Linked DNA regions of Mus musculus: region 1 is linked to region 2. The links are chromatin contacts, called in public promoter capture Hi-C maps. All regions are on one chromosome and are shown on one strand. Each heading gives the region's core, a stretch centred on a gene start, on an enhancer-like site or on the middle of the called end of the contact. The rest is flanking DNA. Distances are from core to core; before and after follow the strand shown.

The links. Promoter capture Hi-C pulls out the DNA fragments that hold promoters and counts their contacts.
Region 1: a contact with region 2 is called in a promoter capture Hi-C map of erythroid cells, with 34 times the contacts expected there. The contact joins the promoter of Brwd3 here to the promoter of Pbdc1 in region 2. A contact is called at or near these places in 1 of 39 promoter capture datasets (erythroid cells) and 1 of 484 Hi-C or Micro-C datasets (CD4 T cells).

The regions. Positions count from the first base shown.
Region 1 is chrX:108,829,685-108,835,800 of GRCm38.p6, forward strand. Brwd3 (bromodomain and WD repeat domain containing 3) reads right to left here and starts at 4,662. Exons shown (of 41, transcript NM_001081477.2): 1 at 4,415-4,662; 2 at 4,224-4,282; 3 at 3,993-4,022; 4 at 3,530-3,589. The coding sequence starts at 4,445. 2810403D21Rik (RIKEN cDNA 2810403D21 gene) reads left to right here and starts at 4,794. Exons shown (of 5, transcript NR_015493.2): 1 at 4,794-5,001.
Region 2 is chrX:105,078,147-105,084,396 of GRCm38.p6, forward strand. It overlaps Pbdc1 (polysaccharide biosynthesis domain containing 1), which reads left to right and starts at 1,610. Exons shown (of 6, transcript NM_026312.5): 1 at 1,610-1,697; 2 at 1,808-1,873; 3 at 3,225-3,284; 4 at 3,792-3,932; 5 at 4,548-4,659; 6 at 4,870-6,250. The coding sequence starts at 1,668. The coding sequence ends at 5,057.

The DNA of each region.
Region 1 (6,116 bases), core at 3,412-5,911, 3.8 Mb after region 2:
GACTGTGGCTCACAGTGCACTTTTGAATTCACACATGTTTAAATTGCGTCCATACTTTATACATGCACTGACTATGCTACTAGCACTCAAAAATTTGTTTGCTATTCAAGTAGCTAACTTAAGCTATTGTTAGTAATTAGACAAAAGCTAGGTAAGGTAAGAAGAGAATATAGATATGTCTAGAATGCTAATATATTGTTTTAAAGTAGTTGTTATGAATCAAATGACAATATGAAAACACTCTTAAAAGGGCCAGGGCTGTGGTCAGTCATAGTGCTTGCCTTGTAGATATGATGCATGCGGTTCAGTCTGTAATACTGCCAAAAACCTTTTAAAGCCTGAATATTTGAACAAAGACTCTTAGAATGATAAAAAGTACCTTCATAAACACACATACTTTTTAAAGACAATAATGATCATTATACTCTTTTGAACATTAACTTTGATAAACTTATTTTAATATTGCCTCTTCTATTTTGCATATTAAACAAGGGCAATACAACCCAGGCCATTCTAATACAATTGCTAACTAGTGATTTCATTTCCATGGGTGAAAAATGTCAACAAGGGAGACACAGAAAAAGAACAAAAAAGTCCATAATATAAAAAGTTATGTGAAAAAGCAAGGGTAGGTACACTGTTTATCACCTATTATATATAGTCAAACATAATAAAAAAGTCCTCTGAATATAAAAACGTGAAATGTATAAGACAGGTCTTCAAATGTAGTTTGTACACAAGACCGTCAGTTCCATCACACACAAGTGTGTGTGTGTGTGTGTGTGTGTGTGTGTGTGTGAGTGAGAGAGAGAAAGAGAGAGAGAGAGAAAATGTAGCCAAGCACATGGTGGCATGTGCCTGCTAGGAAGGCTGGGGAATAGGTAACATTGACTTTAAAGCTCCCAGAGAATCACAAACTCTTCACAGAAAATTGCAAATTCAAAGCAAGCCTTGGCTAAATTATAAAACCTTGTATAATAATACCAACCCAAGAAAGAAAGGAAGAAAGGAAGAAAGGAAGAAAGAAAGAAAGAAAGAAAGAAAGAAAGAAAGAAGGAAAGAAAGATCCATAAGGTGGGTCATACCTAAAATCTCAGAATTTCGCAGGCTGACGCATGAGGTTGCTTAGAGCTTGAGGCAAGCCTAGACTACATCATGAGCTCCAGGTCAGCCTACACAATAGTATGTGACTGTCTCAAACACAGTAACAAAACAAAAAACACATGATACAGTAAATCAAGCCCACATAAATGGATGAGTGTATTAATAATAATTAATAAATAATTGTTAAGGTTTAAGTCTTACTGCTAATAAGAAAAAGTCTATTTAAATCAATTCAAGACTACTATCACATATTAAAACCATTTTAAATAATTTTAAAACTATAAACCCTCACACTTTCTTTTGCATTAAATATTAGTACAAACTTCTGGAGAGTGATGTTCAATATGTGACAAAAGCTTGAAAACTCAAGAGCTACTTTGACCTTATTCATAAATCCATGAGACTTTTGGAGAAGGCAACAGAAAAAGAGCCCCTCCCCTAATTATGCAAAAATATTAGTGAAAAGGTAAAAATATTAGTGAAAAGGTTAAAATATTAGTGAAAAGGTAAAAAAAAAAATTAGTGAAAAGGTAAAGGTCATTGCTCAAATGACCAATTGGAAATTAAGACAAATCATAATACTTAAAACACAACTAATTCTTTTTCTTACCATTACCATGATGGATATTCAAAGAACAATAGTCATACAAAAGTACTGTCAGAAAAATATAAAGCAAAGGATGGATGCTGATAATAACTGTGTAAAGATTTGCCTTTACTGTTTAAGAAAAATGACTAGAAAACCACCTTTTAAAGTGTGTGGTAAGGAGACCATTTTTAATTACTCAATTTTCTATCAAGTTCATTTTTAAGTTTCCTTTTCTCATTTGCTTAAAAATGATCTACCTGCCTATCCATATATAAGCTGGAAAAGGAAAAAAGTACACAAAATCATTTCTCATACACCCAGATATTAAAACTATGTTCAAACAGCTATCAGTAGTTTGATACTAAAACATGTATTAGTGAATACTTCGAATTTACCTTCTGTGATACAAGTAGGATTTATGTCTAACAACAACAGAAAGAAGAAAAACAAAACTTCAGGCTGAAAATTAAAAGTAGTAACAGGTATTCAAAAATAATTTGTACCCATCTGAGAAATTATTACCATTAATAATACTGGTGGTGGCATTCACTCTTATTACAATTAAACCATTTTTGGATTTGCAAGATATTAGGGAAAACTCAGTAGCTTCTGTAATAATGTGGCTTCACTCTTATAATACTCAAAGTTTTCAAAATTAACATCACAGCAATTTAACTGTTTTCTACTGACAAGCAAACTTTCAATTATTTTCTTTTTATTTAGTCTGCCTTAGTCTACTACTCTTCCAACTTTGTGTCCACTTTGTATGCTTTTCCTCATTTGGATCTTATTTGGAGGAAAGAGAGTTCAATTTAGGTTTTATTATCACTCCTTTCATCATACAACTCTGTAGCTAAGAGTAGAATCTCTTTCCCCACATATAAAAGATCATCTTTTTGTCTCAGTGCAGAGCAGAAAGTGCACTTACATTGCAAATTATATTTATGGAAAAAACAAGAGTCAATTCAAGACTTAACTAAAGTATATTCTCTTTTTTAAAAATGTCCATTGTCTCCTAATCCCAAAATCCTGTTCACCTATTCCCAAAAAGGTCATAATACATATTTCTTCTTTAGTGAAAACATATTTGCACAAATGCAGTTTACTGATGAATTAATTAGCTATTTTTTAAGATTAGAAATATATAACAATGTTTTTATTCAGTAACCCATTATCTAAAGATGAACAATCTTGGAATTCACTCAGTAGTCCTCAGTATTTTTATTTATGTAGTTTTTCTCACTTATGAGTCAGTTCCCCTTCTGAATTCCTTCTCCCCTCCACTCTAAAAAGAAAAAAAAAGAAAGAAAGAAAAAGGAGAAAGAGAGAGAGAGAGAGAGAGAGAGAGAGAGAGAGAGAGAGAGAGAGCTAGAAAAAAAAAAAAACACCCAAGCCTGGCCTCAGTTCCCGTATTTCAAGCCAGGACCAACCAGAAACCAGTTTTCTTCCACTAATCCGGAACTCCGGGCTGTTACCAACGCTGTCATTGGCCAGCGTCAGTCCTTGGTACGTGCCCCAAGATAACCCCCTGGTTTCTGTCCCTTATCCCCCTACAATGGGCCTTCTCCGCTGTTTGTAACACAGTCCTAAAGCACAACACAGCACCTCTGAAAACCAACTCACATTCTTCAAAGTTTTGGGGTGAAAATAAGCAAGGCTAGAGCAGGGCAAGGTACCCTTTCCGACACGCTGGGAGGGGGAAGGGGCAGTCCTTCGAACACCGAACAGCAGGCTCGGGGAGCTCTAAGGGCTGAAGGGCCAGGGGCGGTTGGGGGCACAAGGTGGGGAGGGAGTGGAAAAAGAGTTGGGCTAAGTTGAAACGAAAAGTTTACTAACCAGATCCTCGAAGCTTCTTCGGTGCTCTTTCCCTTCCCAGTCTAAGCGGCGCGGAATCAGCTGGGGGCCGGAGGAAAAGAAAAGGGGGGGGGGTGAAGGAAAAGCCTCTGCTCCCCAGCAGCAGCACCCAGCCTGGAGCCTAATCCTAGACCCTTTAACATTTTCATTTCTCCAGTCCCGACAGCTACTGCCGCTGTGCCGGGGGTTGGGGGTGGGGGGGGGCAGGCCAAAGGGAAGGAAATCCTGAAAAAACACCTCCCGCAGGAATAAAAGGCAGCGAGTTTAGACCCCTGCGTTGTCCGCCCCTTCTAAGCAAAGAACCCGATTTACCCCAAGTGACAACAGCCCCAAGTGTCCAGCTCGAAGGCTCCCTCCGGGCCCCTGCCCTCGGCCCCTGACCTACCTTACCCTTCCTCCAGGTTCTCCCCAGCCCTCCCCACCTCTTCCCAAAAGGGGTCCATACCTGATGCTCTTCGAGCTCTTGCACTAGCACCTGGGGAAGAGGGACACAGGGATGTGAAAGCAGATTGGGGCGCCAACCCATTCCTCCCTCCCCACTTCCAACACAGCCGCTGACTGTAGGAGTAATCGCGGCCGGCCTTTCCCTCACCCTCCAACTGCACTGCTCACCCAGTGCCTCAATTTCCCCAATGGGACCATTCCCCAACACTCCCAGATATCCTTTCCCTCTCACCTGAGCGGATTTGTTACAGGGTCCGGACTGCAAGAACCTTGCGATCAGGTAATACAGCTCTAAAGAAGGGGTTGGGGGTGGGGGGAGACGTTGAGAGAGAGGCAAGGAAAAGAGATACAAGCTTTTTAAAAAAAATCTGACAGCAGTCGCGCAAAGCCCCCATCCCTTTTGCCCCCGGCTCAGCTACCCACCGGCTTCGATCTGGGTAGGTGCCGCCGCCATCCTTTTCCCGAGGGGGTTTGGGGGCTTCGCTCAGGAGGGCTGGCGGGGGCGGGTGGGGGCGCTGCCTCTATTGTGGTGAAGCCCCCATGCTTGGGAGTCCCGCCGCTTCCGCCGCACTCTTCGTCCCAGTTTCGGTCTCTCTCGGATTCATCGCATCACGTTTCGACCCATAGATATTCTAGCCCAAGAGCTGAGGAGGCGGAGGAGGAAGGAGAGCAAGAGAGAAGGAGAGGGAGGAGCTGAAGTCGCCGAGGGGTGGGCGGGGGGAGAGGGGTGGGCGGGGGGAAAGGGGTGGAGCCATAGAAAGAAGGAGGGGGGAAAAGGGAAGGGAGCCGCTTGCAAAGCTCCAGGCTGGCCGCCAGAGGCACTAAGGCGGCCGCCTAGTTCCAGCAGCTAAGCCGGCCTGGGGTTGCCTAGTTACTGCCCAGAGAACAAGGAAGAGGTTCTAAATGCAGGCAGACGCTCTGGCAATCTTCGTCAAACTCTGTGGTGGCGTTGGCGTCCTAGAGCTCCGGAGTTGCTTACCCTTCCTGTAAGGGCAATCGGACCCTTTCCGGTGAGGGAACCTCTCTCCAGACATGATCAAGAGAAACTGGCGAGGGACTGACATGATCTAGCTTACCTTGGGTCACCGAACGGATTTGGTTTGTTTGTTCTTTCTCTACCCCAAGAAAAAGTCGCTAGCTACTGCAAGGTTTTGTTTTCAAACAAGGAACAGCATGCCAAAAGAAAGTGCTGCGCCTACCTGATGAGCAAGGGAATAATATTCTTCTAGAAAACTTCTTGTAGTAGTATCAAGTCTCCCCTTGATTCTGATAAACATTGCGCGCGAAGTTTACACTTTAAGGAGGAGGCCGTTTCCCCCTTCTGAAAAGGTCAACAAGCTCTTTCTTCTCAATTCCTGTAGGATAAGTTGGAACGCTGTTTTGAAATTCTGCCAAAACGTTTTTAAAGTTCTTAACTATTCATTGAAATTTGGATAGAAATGATAGTTTGGTTTGGTTTGTCTTTGAAGTGATATTCTCTGACTTGCTGTCACTATGTATCTATCCAAGGCTCCCCTGGAATTCCATGTCAATCTTCCTGCCTCAGCTTCCCTAGTGCTCATGTGGCAGGCATGTGTCGCCACTCCGGTTGACAAAAAGTCTTTTTTCCACTACCTTGAGACTACAATTGTTTTCATGTATAACTTTAACTCTTAGCACAGCGCTGATTTGATCAAAGGATTTGTATAATAATTGACAGTTTGAGGAAACTGGTTCACTTCCCCAATTTCTCTTAGCATCCCGTTCTCAGGATGTTACTTTGAACAGAATTCATAGAAACAAAACATGATGGGAAAACAAGTACTATTTGAATTGTGTACATTATTTGCTTTGAAATACTCAAATTTGAAGGTTCACATTAATGTATGGCTATAGTGGGAGTTTGGTTTTCAGACTCAGGGAGCTCGGTGATTAAACCACATTGGGCATAGAATTAAATTTAATTCAATTCATAAACTTAACATATCCTTAGCAATTCATTCTGCCAATTTCTTTTATTGAGTAATTAATAACAACATAAGAGTAAAATGCTATGGTTATCTTTGGTATAATCAGTATCTGAAAGAAGTAGATAAAAGAAATATAAAACCTCAGGACAAAATTGTGAGGTGCTTACTGAAATAGT
Region 2 (6,250 bases), core at 360-2,859:
GTGCCCTTTGGATAGATGTCAAGGAATAGTATAGTTTTAGTTATACAATTTGGTAAGATTTCAGCACTACAATAATAATAATAATAAAAAACTACAGTAACGGCACCAAAACAGACTAGGAAATCAACAGAACAAAATAGAAGTCCAAACATGAATGCATGTAGTTTTACAGCATTCTGAATGCATTACCCTGAACTAGAATCAACTTGAAATGGATCAAATAGATCAATGTGAAACCTGTAAAGCTGGAACTGCTATAAGAATAGATGGGTGAAGCCCTACAACATATAGGTGTAGCAAGAGACTTTTGAGCGGGACTCCATTCAATTATGAATTAAGGCAAACAATTAACAAAGAAGACCTCATAAAACTAAAATACTTGTGTACAGAAAATGGAACAATAAGCTAATAGAGAGGAAGCCCATAGTGGGAGAGAATATTTGGCAGCTACTCATCTGATAAACTATCCAGAATATAGGAAGGAAAAAAAAAAAAAAAAAAAAAGGATTCCAGAAAGCCAAGGATCCAGTTTAAAATGGCTGGAGGGAGGGGGCAGCTCCAGATCTGAATAGAGAATTCTCAGAAAAACAAAACAAAACAAACAAAAAAACAAACAAACAAAAAACCCCAAAAAACAAAAACAAAAAAACGCAAAAAACAAAAACAAACCAAAAAAGAGATGAAAAATTGGCTAAGGATTATCGTTAAAACTTTAGCATCTATAGCAATTAGGGAAATGCCAATTAAAACAACTCTGAGGTTCATGTTACCCCAATTTAGAAAGATTAAGGTCAAGAAAACAACTGATAAGAAATTTTGGTGAGGATGTGGGAATGGGAATTCTTGTTCACTTTTGGTGAGATTCCAAACTCGAACAGCTTCTGTGGAAATGAGAGTGGAGAAGTCTCAAACAAACAAATGCCAATCCAAAACAAAAACAAAAACCCCTTGACTTGTGGTTTTTTTTTTTTTTTTTTTTTAATTCTCATCTCATTAAAATTCACCGTACAAAGCTCTTGACTGCAATCTGTTCCAGCTAGATTGTTCTTTGCAAGATATTCTAATGCCTTTTCACTAATACCTCTGCCCATGCACGTTCCCTCTGTCTTGAGTCTTTCTGACCTGCTTGGTTAAGCACCCATCATGACTCAGCTCAGGTATGCTCCCACAGTGTATAATGAAGCACACCTCGTTGTTACCTCACTCTGCTAGTTCTTCCAAAACAGGTAGCAAATTCTTCTTCTTCATCCCAGAATTCCACCGTCCTGCTTCTAGAACCTTGCTTGTAAGTGGTTAAGGCGGGCGTATGTGTGTGTGTGTGTGTTTGCGCGCGCGTGAACTGGAAACACGGCACACAAGGGATTTAATAACAGCATCGTTTAAAAATGTTTTTTTTTTCATATAACTTATTTTCCCCATTGATTTATTGAATATTCTATCACCTAGGCTAGAGGAACAGTGTTGCTAGGTAACAACACGCGTTCGCTGGCGCCTGCGTGGCCCGGATAAGGCGGAGCCACCGCTTCCTCTGCAGAGGGAGGGCGCACGCAGGCGCAGACGGAGAAACTGGTCTCTGTTTCCGCCCTATTGCTTTCAGTTAACTGTGAAAGCAGCGCGCGCAACAGGTCACTTCCGGGACGAGAAAGCCGCACTTACCTAGCGGCGACATGGATGCTGCCGGCGAAAGCGAAGAGCCGGTGAGATACTACTCTGGAGTTGGTTAAATACCTAAGTGGAGATGGGGTGGTGAGCGGCCCAAGGAGTCAAAGAATCGCTCATTCAGCTCCGCTTTTTTTTTTCTCCTCAGGTCTCTGGGGAAGCGTTGTCCATCGCCCATGCGCTCTCTCACCCTCCGGAGTCATATGGCAACGACGTGAGTATGACTCACCTCAACTTCCCGCCCACCCAGCTTTAAATTATAAGCTCCTTTACTGTTTGATATCTTCAGACTTTCCCACCTCAGCCGAAAATAGTACCTTCAAGTCAGTGTAATTGTAGTACTTTAGACCACGTGAAAGTGAGTCGCTAACTTTCTATGATTTAGAAACCACCTGGGAAGCCACAGCACCAGAGGCACAACCAGATTACAGCCCACAGCAGATCAAGTCATAATGTCTGGGGGAAGAAGAGCTAAAACATAGTAGTTTTTAGAGAACCTTTAAAATGAATGATTGCACTGCGCGGTAAAGTGGCACCGGTTTGTGGTGTGTGTCATTTGGACCTCTGTACAAATGTCGGGAGATAAGGGAAGAAAAAGACGACAGAGATAGCAGTCAGGATGTAATGTGTACTAGATGAGTGGTTCAAGCAATAGGATGGAAAGGGCTTAGCAGGAGAGATTTTTAAGGATGGAGGCAGTAGATTACATCTGGGAAATGTCACTGGAACTGGATCCTCAAAGTATAAGTGGACAGAAAATATAGATTCAAAGGTAGGAAAATGTCTTGGTCTAAGGTGGGAGGTGCATGTGTAGATGGATTTTTCTGGCATCATGAAGGGGACAGCAGGCAGGATGAAAAAGGAAAGTCCAGTGGGTACTTGTTCAGATATGCTTATATATAATTTAGCTACATCATTTGTTCTGGAGTTTTACAGAATGGAAAATTGGCTATCTGATAAAGACAAATGATGACTATAGCATTGCTACACTCAGGAAAGTGAAAAATAGTTTCACATGTATTTTTGTCCTCCCAACAACTCTGATGTATGTAAGTGGGTATATTAATGTAAGTTACGTTTAATTTTTTATATAATACAATATATATTACATATGTAATGATAAATTGTATTTTTATTTCATTTAGTATAATAGTTATCACTTGATGCTGGAGAAAAAGATGTCCAGTAGTTCATTGGGTTTTTTTTTGTTTGTTTTTGGTTTATTCAAGACAGGGTTTCTCCGTGTAGCCCTGGCTCTCCTGGAACTCACTCTGTAGATCAGGCTGGCCTCGAACTCAGAAATCTGCCTGCCTCTGCCTCCCAAGTGCTGGGATTAAAGGTGTGCGCCACCACTGCCCAGCAGTTCATTGTTTTTGTTATTCTGTATTGACAGTTTCTTTTGGTCACCGTTGGGACGAAAGATTTATATCGCCAAATCCACTTATTCAGTTTTTATCCCTGACAGCAACATTTTCTGTAGACTTCTTGAGATTTAGCAAGATGTCTTAATTTCTTATCCTTTGCAGGACTGAGATTTCTGAACTGATGTTCTTTCTCTTTTACAGCCTGATATTGAAATGGCTTGGGCCATTCGAGCAATGCAGCATGCTGAAGTCTATTATAAAGTGAGTTGTCATCATTAAGCTGAAATCAGTATGTAATTTTAGTGTATGATGCTATGCTAATCACGGTTCTCAGCAACGTAAATTGTTAAGTTTTCCGTGTTGTTTTAACTACCGAACCCAGGGAACAAGGGTAGAAATGAATTTGATGATGAGAAGTTCTGCTTGTCTGCCCCCTCTTGTTTGCTACCGGGAGGGAAGATGCCTGGCCCAAGAGTAACAGACACTTATATGTCTCCTGAATGAATGGTCACAGAACAAGAGCCAGGCAATACTAGGACTGAAGGGTTCATTCAATCGTCAAAGTAGTAAAAAGGAAAAACAAAAAGAGGGGCTGTTATTGTGACTCTTAAGACCATTTTAATGGTTTCATGCAAGACCTGGTCTGTTACTACTGTCTAAATTAATCTTCTGCCCTGAGAACCATAGGTTTTCTGACGGTGTGGCACTGGAGGGGTAGAAGTCTAAATTAATGACTAGCATCTTTATGTTTGTTCTATTGTCTGGCAGCTGATTTCATCAGTTGACCCACAGTTTCTGAAACTCACCAAAGTAGATGACCAAATCTACTCTGAGTTCCGTGAGATTTTTGAGACACTCAGGGTAGATGTATTGGACCCAGAAGAACTCAAATCAGAATCAGCTAAAGAAGTAAGTATCCTCTTAAGCATTATCTAACATCTGGCCCATAATTTTGATTATATGTTTGTGTATGAGCTTCACATTTTTTCAAGGGACTTAATTAAGGAACCTGGATTTTATATTAATTAAGTCAGCTATGAAATTAATTTCTGTCTCGTGTGCTTTTGGTGTTTATTGAAGACTCTTTTCCCTCATCTTATCTTGAACACTTCAACTACCCCTTTAGATACTCCTTTAAGGGGAGGAGAGGTCAGTTTATTTTGGCAGGAAATTTAGCTGGAAGGGTTGGATGACAAAATAGTTAATAGGGTACAGGGAATAAAAGCAAAACGTAGATCTGTTTTAGAAATCACATTTTAATTTTGGAGTAAAAATATTGAGGGGGTTGGTTACTTTGTTATTTTGCTTTTTGTTTTCCTGATCATAATATTGTGTATAGGGGAAGCAGCAGTCTTAGAGCAAAGAATGTGTTATGATTTTCACTATAAAGCTGCCAGTTACCTCATGATTTGTCTCTTTGACCCTGGCTTTTAGCTTCGCTGGGGAAGCTCAAACCTCTTTCCTGGCTCAAGTACATTAGACTCTTAGGTTCATCAGCTGAGGTGTCGCTTTTTGCATTTATAGAAGTGGAGACCATTCTGCTTAAAATTTGAAGGGATCGTAGAAGATTATAACTACGGGACTTTACTGCGACTGGATTGTTCCCAGGGCTACACTGAAGAGAACACCATCTTTGGTGAGTTTCTTGCCTTGGGCATTGTTTCTGTAAGAGGATCTGGGTTCACTAACAAGGATAATTAGCTCGGAGGTCATCTTATTTTTATATCTTTCAAGGTCCTGTTCCTTAGTGTAACATATATTTGAGTGGCTTTCATGTTAGAATTTGTTTTTAGTCAGTACACATAATTATCTAAGACTAGGACAATCAATTCTATTTACCTTTCAGCACCCAGGATTCAATTTTTTGCCATTGAAATTGCTCGGAACCGGGAAGGCTATAATAAAGCAGTTTCCGTCAGTATTCAGGACAAAGAAGGAGAGGAAGGAGCTGGCAATAAAGAAGAAGCAGCTGAGAAAGGAGCTGATAGTGGAGGAGAAAAAGAGGAAGGAGCCAACAGAGAAGGAGAAAAGTAGGAAACTAACGAGGGAGGAGAAAAAGAAAGCCAAGAAACCCGTGACTCAGCTGAACTCACACGTGTCTGCTGTACACAGCCCCCTTTGGTTCAGTGATGCCCTTGTGCAAGTGGAGGACTCAAACGGACATCTTTCTAGCTAGCAAGAGAAGCTACTCTGGCCATAATAGCTTAAACACCCTTAGTGGAGTCTCTTAATTCATTATTGCTTGATACCCTGTTTCTTGGCTTTAACTGTTGTTGAAATAAGGCATTTTGTAAATAAATTCCTTTTGGTTTATTTTACTAATGACTGATCTTAGAAAGTATTTACATTTATTTGATACTTCACAATGTCAGGTATATAATCTCATCACAGTATCTCATATAAAACTCTCTATTAATTCTTCTCCCTGTTCTCAGTAGTGAAATTCTCTTAACCTGTTAGCTTGTACCTGGTATCAGGATTAAAAGTCTATATAAGAATAGACTCTTAGCCAGACTTAAGTGACTCATACTTGTAATTCCAATACCTGAGAGGCTGAGGTAAGAGAGTTCCATGACTTTGAGGTTAGTGTGACCTACAGAGTGAGACCCTGTCTCAAAAATGAATTGTTTAAAAAAAAATGGCTTTTTCCTTTGTGGTGACTATAGCTCTCTGATTTCCTTTACTGTTTTGGAAGGATATGTATACCTGGAACAGCAGCCTGAACGGTCAGGTTAGAGAGTGCAGCCCATTCATTAGAGAAGAGCAAGGGCCTTTACTTCCTTTTAGAGCATTGTTGTCATTTGTTTATTGGTTGGTTGGTTGGTTGGTTTTTCTGAGATGGAGTCTCACCTTATAGACCATTCTGGCCCAGTACCAGTACTCACTATGTAGGTCAGACTAGCTTCATACTCACAATCCTGCCTTGTTCATCCTCTCATAGCTACGTTGTTAACCTGAAACTTAGCCAGTAGCAATAAATGCTAATATAGTACTTATAATGTGATATATGACTGAGAAAGTGGTTTCCCATATATAATGTTATAGACAAGAGCATATATTTATATTTGACATATAAACATTTGTTGATTTGAAATGGGAGGGAGGTGTTTCCTTCTCAGGTGAAGCTGTTCAGAGTGAAGAAAGACTTCAGTTATCTACTCAGGTTCGTGTGCATCTACAACAGAGTTTGATCACTGAAAGTTAAAGGAAACCACAACCCTTGCGGT